3 separate regions of the Anas platyrhynchos genome follow, and regions 2 and 3 are each linked to region 1. Evidence: chromatin contacts called from public Hi-C data. All regions are on one chromosome and are shown on one strand. The core of a region is the stretch at or near the end of the contact, and the rest is flanking DNA. Distances in the headings are between cores, read along the strand shown.

Region 1 (4,793 bases), core at 441-2,940:
TCAGATCTTCCTATGTTCTTTCTTTTTTTCTGGGTCCTTTTCCATGCGTTTATTTTGGCAGAGGGCAGTGTTCCTTTTTTTTTTTTTTTTTGGTCTGAAGTTTAAGAACGTTACAGAGTGGTTTCATTCCTATCCCAAAAGCACACTGAAGCAAAAATAAAACTTATCGTAGAGAGAATCACTGAATCATTTAGATTGGAAAAGACCTCTAAGATCATCTGGTCCAACCTTTAGCCTAGCACTGCCAAGTCCAACATTAAACCATGTAACCAAGAATGGAAGTATGCATGAAAAATGTAAGGAAGCATGAAGAATAGCCTGGTTTGTTGCTCTTCACAATTAAGTCAGCTGCTAGCTGTTAAATTTGTAGCAGTTGCAATTAAAAGTCAGCAGTGAAAAACAGATGCCACAGTATTTCCCTTTGATTTGCCACAAGTACTTCAGGTTATAAAACTATTTTGCAGTAAGTCTCCATAAACATAACTTTGTGTGTGTGTGTGAGAGAGGGTGCTGTACAGATAAGGGTTTGATGGGCACAACAGCAGTGATAAACACTTACGCATATACAAAATCAAGCATAGTTGTTACAAAAGTTAGGAAAGGATACCGACACCCTCTTACTTGGTTAGGGAAGTAGAAAGTTAGAGCAAAATAAAAGTAACCAAAGCTGTCAAGCTGTATCCAAAACCGTGAGACTTAAAAATCACACTTAAATTGAGATAATTGAACTAATTTTAGAGGACAGAAGTATACTTTTTCTTGGTTTAGAGAGGAATGTCCCCAAGTGGAATTCTGATCGTTTTATATTTCCATTTCATTAAAGAGGATGCAGTTAAATCAAATGGGGTAACGTGGGCACAGTGTTCATCTTGAATCATATCTGGTAATATAAGTTACCCAGTCATAACCTTGAAATTTTATTTCTCCCGTCACTGTAAAATTGTGTAACATTCACTTTGTTCCTTCTTTATGTAAAACTGCTCTTCTGAGTCCACCTGAGAAAGAAATCAGATCATTAAAAAATCCTCTTTATACAGAAACACGTGAAGAAAGCTGAAAATGCCATTCTAAGTGCTGTGTTTTCCTTTCAGTTTATTATACCAATTTATTCAGACTCATTCACCATAGGCAGCCCTTGGACTTAAAATTTCTCCACTCTATTAATAACCATACTGCCTAGAACAACAGGTACTACTACAAATTCTCATTACACAGAGAAATATTCCCCTTTCTACTTGAAATTTATGCATAAATGTATAGACTGTGTCAAAATTTACTCTGAAGAACAAGCTGTGATAGTTAATGTGCTTCATTAAGTAATGAGAAAAGAACGGACACAGATTGTGCTCTGTGCTCATGCCATCAGTCCTACTGGCATCAGGGGAACTGCCACAGGAGTGCTACTGCCCTGAAGCCATGGTTTGGAGGGCATGAAGTTTCATGCTACAGTATCTAAAAATACGTAGAAATTGGAACAAATTCAACTTCAGCGCAAGAAGACTGGCTATTTCAGCTATTCCAGTACTCCGGACTTCTACCCTAACAGTGGCCAATACCTGATGCCAAGGAAAAGTACAAACAAACAAAATTACAGTACTGCTTTCTCAGGATAATGTTACACACAGAAGGAAAGTAGCCTGCTATCCTAGATAATGAATCTCGATGTTCTACTACAGCAGTAGAAAACATCTATAGCACAGCCCAAACACTACAGAATAGCACAACAAGCATTTCTCTCAGCTCCCTGAAACATGGCACAACACTGTGGTTTGCAGCCAGACCCTTGCACGATCAGTCTTTCCATCAAATGATCCCTCCTGCAAGGAAAGGCAGGAAATTATACAATCCACAGTAGATTGTAAATTACAAATCTGGGGGATGCTTCTGAACACTTTTGAGTACCAAAGGTATCAATTTTCTACATATTTCTTATTGTATATTATACTAGGTTTCTCATGGAGAAATTGGCAGTGTCTTCAAGTTCATCCTTCGTCTATTCCACCACAACACTGCACTCAGAGCTCGCTCAGCTTTTTTCTTTTTATCTTCTCAGTATTGTGTCAGAAGCTCCCATGACAACCTGAGAAGCAACAGAAACTTGAGGCAGATTTTGGAGTACACCGCATTTATCGTAAGCGAAACAGGGCTAGGCCATATGGTCCTACATTTTAATGTGATGTAATCTAAAACTAGTTTTTATTTACTTCGTACAACCTAATACAGTCGTTGTCTTTACAGTATTTTGCACTTCAGATGGGTCTTCTAAAGCTGTTTTGCCTGCAACCAAATTTGTTAATTTGTTCTGGAAGTTCTCCAGAACAAGAAACGGTACGCTGCAAACTCAAATGTCCCTGGGAGTTTCATAAGGTAATAGAAATAAAGTTGTAAACATAACCTTGACTGCCGCTCACTTCGCTATGATGAAACTAATCTAAGACACCCTCATATAGTACGTCTCTGGAGTGAGTTAAGTGAGTCCTTCTGTTTCTGTAAATACAGAAGAACCAAGTTTAATTAAGCTGACACAGAGAGAGTAAGTTTACATCTAGACTCCCATCCTTCAAAATAATTCAAAATCTTCAACAGTCAGTTATAAAAATCTGTCTCTAAAACCTAAATGCATGCCTGGTCCATGACTAGGGATCATTGGTGCCCAGCATTCATACCTATTTTGAAAAACAAAGTGACAATACAGGGTAAAAAATAAATCACATCGCAATTTTTATAGGCTAAATCGCCTACTTTTTATAACATACATATATATTGTATTTTCATCATAGACAGTGTCTAAGATGACGTGGTTATTTCCTACAGGACAATGCTGGAGAACTACGAACTTCAGTTCAGTTTTGGCCTCTCATTTAACACTGATTGCTAGCTGTTTATTCTATCGCTAAAATCAGGATCATTCAGACATTTACTGCAACCGTCCCTGCAAAAACTTGTTGGATAGTGCCTTGAAGATGTAAACAAACAACAGAAAACTACTATTTAATCATTAAAATTGTCCAGTAGTGAATAAACTACTGCTAGAGAAACAGACACCAAATGCCTGAAGCAGAATCTCACTTGTTTGGATGGTTTACTAGAGAGATTTAATTGACACACCAGCAGGTTATTTTGCTGAACTCCCTGCCTGTACTCTGGTTCTGCTCACAGACAGATCAATGATCTTCAAGTCTTGTTCCCGGCCTCTGTGGCTTCAACATATCTGACTGTGCAAATTATTATTTTATCCCTTTTGATTTCATAAGCTAGCTGTGTTACGTACAATATTGTCATAAAGAGATATTATCTCCTCTTTTAATAATTCAATAGAGCTTATAATTAAGAATTATTTATTAATATCCCTGTACCTGCCAAGCCATTAACCCCCACACACAAACACACACACACAAAAATCAAATGAAATATATCTGCCAGAAAGATGTTAAGACAGAGGAGGATGAAAGCTTTCGCAGTCAATATTAAGGCTTCACTTTTGTGGTGGTCACTTCACATTTTTTGGTCCAACTGCCATGAGGAATGTCAGCCCTTAAGAGCAAGCAGCCTACCTTAGAGACCGACAAAAATGTCAAGCCTTTCTTTGGGTTAATGCCTGGAATTGCTCCAGCTCTGGTTACCCAGTGGTGTATGGCAGCAGGCAGGACAGCAGTGGGAGATGTCGCCTGCTCTGGACAACACGTGCCCTCTCCTGGCAGATCCAAGCAATGTTCCAGCATGGCTGGTGCAAGCCTGGATGGAAAAAAAATCCACCTCCACAGAATTCATCTTTTTTTTTTTTTCCTCTACCAAATTCTGTCACTCTTGTGCAAACAGAACAGCAAAAGCAGGTTAGAACAGGACATAAGAAATGCTGCTTAATATTAAACAGCACAGGTTTATCGATTAATGCCTTGAAGTAGGTTTCACTGGGCAACCCTGGTAAGTCTGGGTAGATCTGCTTTGAAACCACTCTCCTTTGGGAAAGTGACTTACTGAGTGTCAGCAGAACCTCTGTTGTGCCTTTTAACCTTATAATTACAGCAGTTTTAAAGTAATTGATTGAAAATACTTTATGGGACTCTTTATTTATGCAATTTTATTTTTCCCAGTAGTTGTCATGCTATTTCCACTTTCTCAAGTATTCAGGCAAACAACTTTTCCAAGAGAACATTTACCAAACAGCTAACTTTGGGAGAAAAATTAAAAATGTATTTGGAAAAGCAAGTTTCCAATCATTTACAAATTACATTTGAAGCATTAATCTTACATCCCACCTTGAGTTCAAAATATTAAAAATAATTTCTGTCTATGGAATAGAAATATACAGATCCTTAGAAAAGTTGATACTGGCAAGTAAGCGCTACAACATTAAAGATAAATGTTCCATCACTGCTAAGAAACTGAGCCAAAGAGATCAAACTGACTTGTAAGATGCTGGACTTTACAAGGATAATAGGAAGATGTCTCAAAGAAGAAACAAAGGAATGAAAGTTCTCACAGGACAGAGGCTTTGGTGTCCCCTTCTGATTGTACTGCTGGACAAAATGCTATTTATTGCCAACAATGGTGTAAATCCATTCTACCTGCTTAAAACCCAGAAGAGATAATGCTGCTGGTGTCAGGAAGCAAGACTTCAGCAGAAGAGAAAAATATCTGTGTCTGGACTAACCAGGAAGGAGTGGCCTTTTCGTTTCTAAAATTTCTCTGAAGATTAAAGCAGACACTTGAGCATAGAGATCCAAGCAAAGGTTTTTTTGAAGATCTCTACAAGTGGAAGTACAATGGAAATGGACAAAATATGAAATACA
Region 2 (4,409 bases), core at 1,462-3,961, 180 kb before region 1:
GAAGGTAGGTTAATTAACAATATTCATACAGAACATTTAGCGCATCTGTATTTGAGCTCAGAACTGTGTGTGACTGAACAGAAGGCAGTTCTGCAGTCCTCTTCTGATGGCTTCATTTTAAATTGCCTAGTCATAATTGCAGCACACTTGGAAACATCCCCACAAGTTCACCCTCTTCTGTGATTTCAGCGCAGTCTACAATTTGCCCTTTCTGTCAGCCTGTCTGTTCCTTTTTGGCTGGACTTTGGCTGGATTCCTTCTTCCTTCTCAGCACCTCCCTGGGTTTGAATACTCGGATGCACACAGAAGCAATAACCCTCTCACCTCCGCTTACCTCCTGCAGTCCGAGCTGCATTCCAGTCACGCACCCCCCACCTGCCTGCTGTCATTACTTCTCTTCATGCATGAAAGCCTCTCCTTTTTCCTACTTACCAATGTAAGAGCGTCTCAGAAACGTCTCCGTGTCTCCCACCTTCTCCGTTCAATAAAACTTGGAATTTCTTCCACCAATTGCCAGTACGTTTTTGCTTTGGGGCATAATCTCTTAGCCAGCTTGGTGGATGACTCCCACTTCACTCCACACAGCCCCATTTTCCATCTACCTTTCTGCCTCTGCTCCATTAACACCTGTTTCAAAAGGAGTTAGCAAGTGCTATGCACCATAGATGAGATGCTGTCCTCCATCGTGTCATTGCCCCAGCTGGGGGCTCCACACCTGCTGCGCACTTCCAGCACTGCAACACTTCTGTGTAAGTCTGGCTATGCCCGAAAAATGCAGGAATTACTAAACCAAAGTATTAGGAATGCCCCTCATGGATAGCTGCTCATTAGCAGAGATGAGAACCTAATAGCAAGAAACTTGCTCCTGCACCGGAGGGTTTTTCCCTCACTGACGACAAGCTGACACTTCCCATAAGCATTACAGTCCCTTAAAAAGAAACAAACAAGTTTTGTCTTTTCTCCATCTGTCTCCTGTCCTAATGAGTTCAGCTCTGCTATTTATAGAATGCAATTTATCTGAATTATTATACGTTCCCTTCCAGCGTTGTGTGGAGGCCTTGCACATTTTCCACGAAGTGCTTCAAGCACGTTCCTGGGAAGCACAGCTGGTCTCACCTCCATTAAGCACCTGCTTCTCTTCTAAAATGATTTCCTTAATTTCAGGATCATCTTAATTATTTTTTCAGGTAATGCCGCTTTTGTGCAATATATGGCTAATTGCTTATGTCCATCTTTTAAATGGAAAAGAGAAAAGAGGGTCATTAGCCATAGGTAATATATCAAATGAGAAAAAACACCCACTGTTTTTCTTTTCCTTTAAAAACTGTTGCAATTACAGCCCAGATTCAGCACTGCCTTTTAAAAAGATAATTTCTCCCAGATTAAATGAGCCTTTTTCCAGAGGTTATAGATTTGTGCTGAGCTGCAATCTACACTTGGGAATAAGCCATTTATTGCTCACACACACATCTGCAAAATGCAAAGCAAACAATTTGGCTCTACGAGCTTTTCCCTTTTAGAGAAGCAGAAAATGCCCTGGACACTGATGTCATTGTGAGTGTCACACATTTGACAGCATCTACACATTCCCCCCAACCACTGGCATGAATGTTTATACAAAGAAAGATCTTGCACATTAGACTATCTTCACCAACATGCTGTGGTTGCAAATTTCGGAAAAAAGGAAGATGAGCTTCTTTCCATCCAAGTTGCTCAAGACTGGCAATGGGATTGGCTCGGTGTGAAGTTCACCCTACCAAATGCTGCCAAGTGGATTATCCTTTATTCACCCACAGAACAGTAAGAGCATAGACAGCAATTTCAATCCTGCATGGAAAAGACCTGAGGAATTAAGTGAATAGCCATCTTGATCCATTCAGCGTTTGGTGTGCTGAGAATGATGCAGCACTTTGTGGATCATCTCATCTACAAACTTATTTGCTTTCATCTTGGCAGTGATGATACCGTGCCTATACTTAGCTACATTCTGGCAATAACACACATTATTGCACCAGGTGCCTCTCTCTGATATACCTGATTAATCCCAGATTTAGACATCACTCTTTGGAGCAAGGTGGCCAAATCAAATTCTCTTTCCCACTCACATCATTTAGGATTTATTGTCACCCTACAGGCATGGGAAATTATACACATGCACACATTGGTCAGATTAGAGTCCTATTGCTAGAGCAGACATGCTGCTTTATTTCTATTTTGACAAAAATTCTGACTTACTGTTTAAAAAGAGAAGCAAATTTCATACCAAGCTAGAAAGATGCAGGGGACACTACCATAAGAAAAACAAACTACCACCACCAACAACACCACCTTACCCCAAACAAACAAACAAAAAAAAAATCACTAAAACAAACTCTTACAGTTACTTGTTCTTGCAGTGTCCACAGGCACGTTTACTGTAGTGTTTTAATTCAGTCCAATTCTGAAATAAATTTCCCAGTTGCCCTGCACTTACTGCACTTTGGTTCCCAACACAGAGCAGTCAGAGCACCATCTGGACCCATCTTGGGATGAAATTAAACCACCAGATGCACTCCAGGACCGCACTGAGGGTGTGCTGACCAGCAACGTGAGGAAGTTCAAGGGCTGATCTCCTCATACAGAGCTGCACCACTTGCTAATACACTCATCCTCTGTGCCGGCCAATTCAGGGCGCAAGATGTGACAGCTACCAGCAGATGGAGCGAGTGGAGCCCAAACTGCAACTTCTCTGCAAGGTCATACGCTAACAGACTTTGTAGGAAAAGAAAGCAGCTGCCTAAGCAACTAGGAAGCTATGAGCCAAAAGAGAAGCCTCATGTCAGTAAAAGAACCTAAGAATTTGATTCTGCAAGAAGGAAAAGCTCCACACATCTCAGACTCTTGCCCTCTCCTGACAGGAGGCTGGTAACTTCATTAAAAACTATGCAATTCATTGTTTGCAAGTTAAACAGTTGCAAGCCAGAATTCATAATCATTTTCTACAGATATATTTTCATTACTAAGCAGCAAGTCAGTCTAGCAGCACAACACCTCCCATTCCAGGAAGCCTCACCCTGCAGATTCATAGTACGCTACATGAAAAAAACAAAAACACCAAAAACAACACAGAAGGCCGGGGGAGGCATCTGGTTAGTTTATAAAAACAGTAATCAGAGCCTTAAAATAAAATAAAAAAACAAACAAAAAAAACCATCAGCTCCATTCCATCTGTATGCTGTGCTTCAGCACCCGGTGCACAGCTTGAATGCCAATATAAACTTGCAAGATTATTCTAATTGAAAGGCTTAACAGCAGCGAAAACGCAGCCAGCTCCAACAGAGCCAAACGCTTGGAATAATCGATGGCGAATGCAGCTCGATACAGATACATGTAGAATACTGAATGTCATACAACAGAGGCAGCGCAAATTTCTCCAATGGATGAAGAAGAAATAATAGGTGGAACATTATGAAGAGTTTTTCTAGCTTTCACGTCAGGGCAGAGCACAAGTCAGGGCAGGTATTATGCTTATTGCAGAGACTCAGCCAAGAATGCAGCATCCACCGCTGAGCAGGAGCACTGAAGAAAGACAGAGCTGCCTTTAAATGGTGTTGAAAAGAACAACCAGAATAATATGGGACACATGAGACTCAAATCAGGCTTGAGGGAATATTTAAGAGGAGGTTTTCTATTTAGAAAACGAATACGGCCATAGTGTGTGACCTTTCCAACTAATCTACCCAGTCACTCAAGTTCTAAAATTATGTCAACTCTTCCCAGTTTACCACCTACTCCCCCAATGAAAAAAGCAATGGCTCACGAGTTCAAAAGGGAAGCAGTCCCCCAGCCCTGCCAAGGATGTAACAGGAATGCTATCAGCACTTCAAAGCATGGAGGTATGCAAAAAAACAAGGGGCTAGTCTCAGGGAAGGCAGAAGGGCAGCAAGAGAGGAAATGGGAGGGCAAGGCAGCACAGGAGAAGTAAGGATGCCTGAGAAAGCAAACTGTCTTTTGCCTTTCCTATTATTTTTTAGGTTTCCCAAGCTCCACAAGCTGTCATTGGGGTATCTCCTCTTACAGAGATTGCTTTGTATGAGATTAGTTGTATTCCGTTTCATATCAAAGACTATGCAATTTAACAAAGAGACAGCTCAATTAAACACAACCCATTTTGACCTTGTGTGAGTTCCAGCACACTGTTTTCTACGAGCAGGTATTTTAAAGCTATAACAGATCTTCCACTTCCAAGCAACCTGCAAGCAGCATTTCTCCCAACAGCATCCAACACACTGCTCAACAACAAAGGCTTTTTTTTCAAGCCTATGCAGCGAAGTCTCTTGGCAGCTGGAGTTATTCAGTTAACAACTTTCTCTCCTCTGTTCACTAATCAGCAGAGAAGGCTCTGGAGGACCAATACTTAATAAGGATCC
Region 3 (4,725 bases), core at 1,914-4,413, 230 kb before region 1:
TTACAAATTCAGATAATGCAACTCAATTTACAGGCAATTGCTACAAATTATGATGTTCTGTAATACTTTTTTGTTATGAAAGTAAGGTAACAAGTGCAAACTGACATAATATCTGCCCAGATGAGCTATTAATTACAGTTTTGTGTTTAAAACAAGGAGTAGACTAAAAAGCATCATCCAAAATTCAGTTCTCTAACTGTAAATAAATACCAACAAGAAAAGGTTTTCATATGCATTTTCAGAACATAGGAGCAGATAGGGACAATATTCTTTACCAGTTATGATGAACAGGGTGGGCTATATTCCAGCCATAGCGCTGGGCATCTTTAAGGGCACTGCCTAAAAGGGCTGCTTGATGCATGAGCTTTTTAGGAATGCAACCAACATTCACGCAAGTTCCACCAAGTCCCCATTTGGTTCCTTAAAAAAAAGTAAAAAAAAAAAAAAAAAAAAAAAAAAAAAAAAAAAAAAAAAAAAAAAAAAAGTAAACACACCATGTTAGTTTTACTTAATGCAACTAGGTTATTTAGAGAATTGGATTATTCATGCAATTAGTATTAGATGTTCTGAAACAACACACAATTTACTCCTACAGATCACTTTTTGACTATGCTTACATTAACATGTTTTGATAAGGACCAACTCTAAGTATTTTTCTTCTAAAATTCAAAGCATCTCAAGATTTTTTGCAGGTTTCAGAAGATCCAATTACTACACTTTCACATTTATTATTTGTATTTGCAGACCTTACTTTACACATTGTGCATGAAGAGCCTTAACACAACACAATTCATACGCTTCAGAAATTGTAAAGACATTTTGACAGACAATATTCTCACGCATTTAAGTCCAAAGTCTATCACAAATAAAACACTGCTAACAACCTCAGCATGCAGGAAAAGGAGGTAGAGCTGGGAAGCAACGAGCAAGCTCAGCATAAGGACTTTACTGCAAGCAAAGCATGCAGCGTGGCTTTGGCCACATTGCTGCCTGCATCAACCTGCTCAGCCAGACCACGGCTTTACACACATATCCAAATATCCTAGTATTTCTTTTCCATACCTTGTGGAGAAGGTTCCACGTAATCCAAAACGGCCACTTTCCTTCCAAACTGAGCAGCTTTAAACAAAAAACAAGAAAAGGCACTTAGAGGACAAAGAAATGCACAAATTGAAATACATTCAGTAGCACAAGCACAGATTAAGAATACAGGAGATGACAGTTGGTGGTTTATACCAATTCAAGATACCAGACTAAGAGCCCAGGCTACCCATGTAGTCAGCAGATTCTCCAGAAGGCACTTAATAACCCTTACTAGAGCTTCCAGCTTCTGCCAACCCTAAAAATACGATGTGATGCCAAATGAGATGTTTAAGAACCTTGTGTGTTACTGAACATGTTACATAAGGGTAATGCATTACAAAGAGGAAAAAGTTCTCTACAGAAGTTAAACAATTCCAAACAGCCTGAAAGTACTGTTGTTTTAATTCATAAATAAGAAAAAGTATAATAAGTAACAAAGAAAATCTATGGAGGCACTCAGAGGCACACAGTAACAGTGAAATAAATGTTTATTAGATTTTCCTGTGATAACAGAAGAAATACTTTTAAAAAAGAGTAACTGGAAAGCCAAGTAAGATTACCACACCTGAGGGTGTGAATAATTTGCAGATTAACTAGATGGAGCTGAGTTAATGATTAAAGCACAGGGCTTACGCACAGGATACTGTTTCCTAGACATCTTTAACATTTTCAGTATTGCTTCTCTTAGCTTCCATAAAAACCACTTAAGCTAAAAGAAAACTTTTACTTATTTATGTATGCTGACCTTCTTTTGCACAAGCCAGGCCTCCAGATCCTCCACCGATTACCAGAAGATCATACTCAGGCTTTCCTGTGAAGATGTGAGAAATGTAGGAATAGTAACAGACAAGAAAGGCAAGGTATGTTAAAAGGCAAATAGAAAATGGTATGCTTTTTTTTTTTTCACAACTGATTATTGTTGATTTGTGTTTCCTTTACTAGAGCACTGTTTCCTCAGCGTCCCAAAGCACTTTCCAAAAATGATGAAAACTGATGAGGCTGGTTTTATAAATGAAACGCAGGAAATAAAGCAATCCAACAATGGAAAATAATTACATTTTACACAATGTCCTGTGAAGCTCTTCCTGCATACTTTGACAGCTGCAGCTGGAGTCTGGTACGGGCCTTCCCTTCCTGCGTTACCGCAGCAGTTTCTACCCCTACATTTCTCAGCAGTCACCTTATCGCTCTCGAAAGCTTCAGCTGCAACTCAGGACTCGCAGAGGCGTGGTGAGGCTGAGGGCAGCTGGCCCCTTCTGCCACCTCGGCCTCCCCACAGCTCTGCCCATTCTAACGGAGAGGCTTGGAGGCGGTGGAAGAAATGCCAAGGTGAGACAGAACTTTCTGAGCGAGGGCAGGAGGGCTTCCAAAGAGCTGCCAGCGGCTCGGGGAGGGCAGCCAAGCCCACAGCAGCCTCGAAGCCCCTAAGCCGCTGTGTGTTGGGCGCAGGGTGGAGACCGCTCTGAGCGGTGCAGCCCCCCGGGGACGGCTGGCAGCCCCCCGTCACGGCGGGGTCAGCCTAAAGCGAAGCCCTGGTGGTCTCCTGTACCGCCTCGGGACCTCCCCAACAAACCGCAGCGCAGGGGGCAGGCGGCCTCGCCTGCTTCACAGCCACCTGCGGCCGCAGGGCTCCCAGAAGGACCTCCCTCAGGAGGACGGCAGCCGGGAGCGCCGGGGGGCGGCTCCGGCAGCCCCTGAGGATGGCAGCAGCCCGACAGCCGCCCCGGCCGGGCCGCTGAGGGGGCAGAGCGGCGCCTCAGGGGGGCGGCGGCGGCGGCCCCGGCTGTCGGCAGCAGCCCCTCAGGTAAGGCGCTCGCGGGCCTCTCGTGCCTCACACCGGGTGGCGGGGGGAGCGGAGCGGAGCGGGCCGCCCGCTGCCCGCCGCGAGAACCGAGGCAGAGGCGCGGCCTCCGCGCGGCCGCCCCGTACCTGAGAGGGCTCGCGCCGTACGGCACAGCCCCGCCGCGCCCGGGAGACGCCGCCGCCTCCACCACAGCGCCGCCATGCTGTACGGCAACGCTGGGCGGCAACGGGCCGCCCCGCCGCGCCGCGCCAGGACCCCGCGGAGGCGGCCGAGCAGCGCCTGAGCGGAGGGCGCTGATGGCGGTGCCCTGGCGAGCAGCCCTGAGGGGAGCCTGCTGCTCCCCTACCCGTGGGGCGCCCGCTCTGCTCGCCCCCGAGCTCCGGCTTCTTCAGCCGCTGCGAGAGCTGCAGTTTTTTTTTTTTTTTTTTTTTTTTAGCAGGTGGACACCGGCTCCAGTTAGAGTTAAAATCGAACTTTTTTGGAAAGGGGGGAAAAAACACACAGTGCTTTTCTTGCCTGGCTTGCCGTTAACATAAAGCTGCAGAGGAGGGTCAGGGAAGGTTTTTAGGAAGGAAAAGGAGCACAGCTGCCCAGAGCCGTTACCAATACCCAAAGTCCTGTTTTCTCCTCTGAAGCTGTGCGTCCCTTGTGCATGAGGGGTGCGGGTTGTCAGAACCGCTTCCACAGGTGCCTCAGGTGCTGTACACAAAGTTAAAGCCCCCTGAGAAAGCAGTGTGAATAAAGTCCTTCCCTCCCACGAGGCATTACAGTCAAGTTGTCGTGTTGGCTCAGGTTCCCGTGACTGAAGCGCTTCCAGCGTTGTGAGCAGGAGCGAGGGACTCCTGGCTGACCTCAGCCAAAATGGTGGGGCTGGGCCCACACCACATGTCAGTGAGGGAGACCAGCACCAACAGCTTTAGTGCAAGGTTTAACAGCGACAGGGCAAATGTCCACACAGCACAGCCTGTCAGAGCACCACCAGACTTCGCAGGCTTTGGATGACCCTTTTGGTGCCCCACATCTTCTGTTGGTTAAACAGGGGTGAAGCTGCTGACCTGCTTCAGATGGGAGTTATTAATGCTTGTAATGTATTTTGACAGCCCAAGGTAAAAGGTTTCATAGTAGGTGTTGAGCAAAACCATACCACAGGGAACAAGGTTGTTCTCTGTCAGAAGTGTTGGCTGTTGGTCTGTATTGCAGCATATTAGTAGCTCTACCTGCTGCTGTACAAAGTGGGTCGCATATAATAAATATCACCATGGTCAAATCAATTTAGGACAAAGAAATCAGCTCCTTCCTCTTAGGGAGAAGGAGCTGGTGACAGAAAACAGTTTTAGGCAGTTGTGTTCAGCTGGCTTTGGAGTAAGGGCTTGTCTCACAAGGGGGCAGCATCTAACCATTTTGTACCAGAAACATCCATCTGATCCATAGTCCAGGGGAAGTGGCAGTACATGCTCAAAAGAAACTTTTTGTATAACTAGTATCACCTCCTAGTGTAGGTCAGATAATTATATTTTTTTCCTCTCAGTTAATGTTTGCAAATACATGAAACGGGAGTTACTAACGGTCGATGAGTTGTCCAGTATCACTGCTGGAAATAAAAGGCTGAAAACCTTGTATTCTACAGCAGTACAATCAATAAATCACTAAAGATACTCCTTACCCACTGCAACAGCGGTAGAAAGACATGAGTAGAACACACTGAGACCTATACATGAAAAAAACCCTCGAGCATATTCAGATGCTAATCACTTATGCTCTTCAGGTATGTGCATGCAAAGTTGTTTTAGCTGTTCAGTTTAGCCACTATGCTGAATTGAATCAGGCAGTGTTGGGCA

What was found. Hi-C and Micro-C count contacts between places; a contact is called where the count stands out from the background.
Region 2: a Hi-C map of F1 follicle shows a contact between it and region 1, with 1.9 times the contacts expected there. The contact joins two enhancer-like sites. A contact is called at or near these places in 4 of 8 Hi-C or Micro-C datasets (F1 follicle, skeletal muscle and subcutaneous adipose tissue).
Region 3: a Hi-C map of subcutaneous adipose tissue shows a contact between it and region 1, with 4 times the contacts expected there. The contact joins the promoter of TXNRD2 here to the enhancer-like site in region 1. A contact is called at or near these places in 3 of 8 Hi-C or Micro-C datasets (liver, skeletal muscle and subcutaneous adipose tissue).

What each region holds. Positions count from the first base shown.
Region 1 is chr16:10,961,496-10,966,288 of IASCAAS_PekinDuck_T2T, forward strand. The region is part of intron 3 of ARVCF (ARVCF delta catenin family member); the gene reads right to left. Among named protein-coding and RNA genes, the nearest start is that of ARVCF, 76 kb to the right of the region's middle. Within about 2 kb of position 1,691, at least 2 of the 8 cell types and tissues checked have an H3K27ac peak or open chromatin away from gene starts, as enhancers often do. A contact at or near this core is called in F1 follicle, where this site is marked.
Region 2 is chr16:10,783,955-10,788,363 of IASCAAS_PekinDuck_T2T, forward strand. All of the region lies in intron 10 of ARVCF (ARVCF delta catenin family member), which reads right to left. Among named protein-coding and RNA genes, the nearest start is that of TXNRD2, 54 kb to the left of the region's middle. Within about 2 kb of position 2,712, at least 3 of the 8 cell types and tissues checked have an H3K27ac peak or open chromatin away from gene starts, as enhancers often do. A contact at or near this core is called in F1 follicle, where this site is marked.
Region 3 is chr16:10,728,765-10,733,489 of IASCAAS_PekinDuck_T2T, forward strand. It overlaps TXNRD2 (thioredoxin reductase 2), which reads right to left and starts at 3,164. Exons shown (of 17, transcript XM_072024640.1): 1 at 3,013-3,164; 2 at 1,829-1,894; 3 at 1,063-1,119; 4 at 276-420. The coding sequence starts at 3,088. COMT (catechol-O-methyltransferase) reads left to right here and starts at 2,278. Exons shown (of 5, transcript XM_005024379.6): 1 at 2,278-2,412.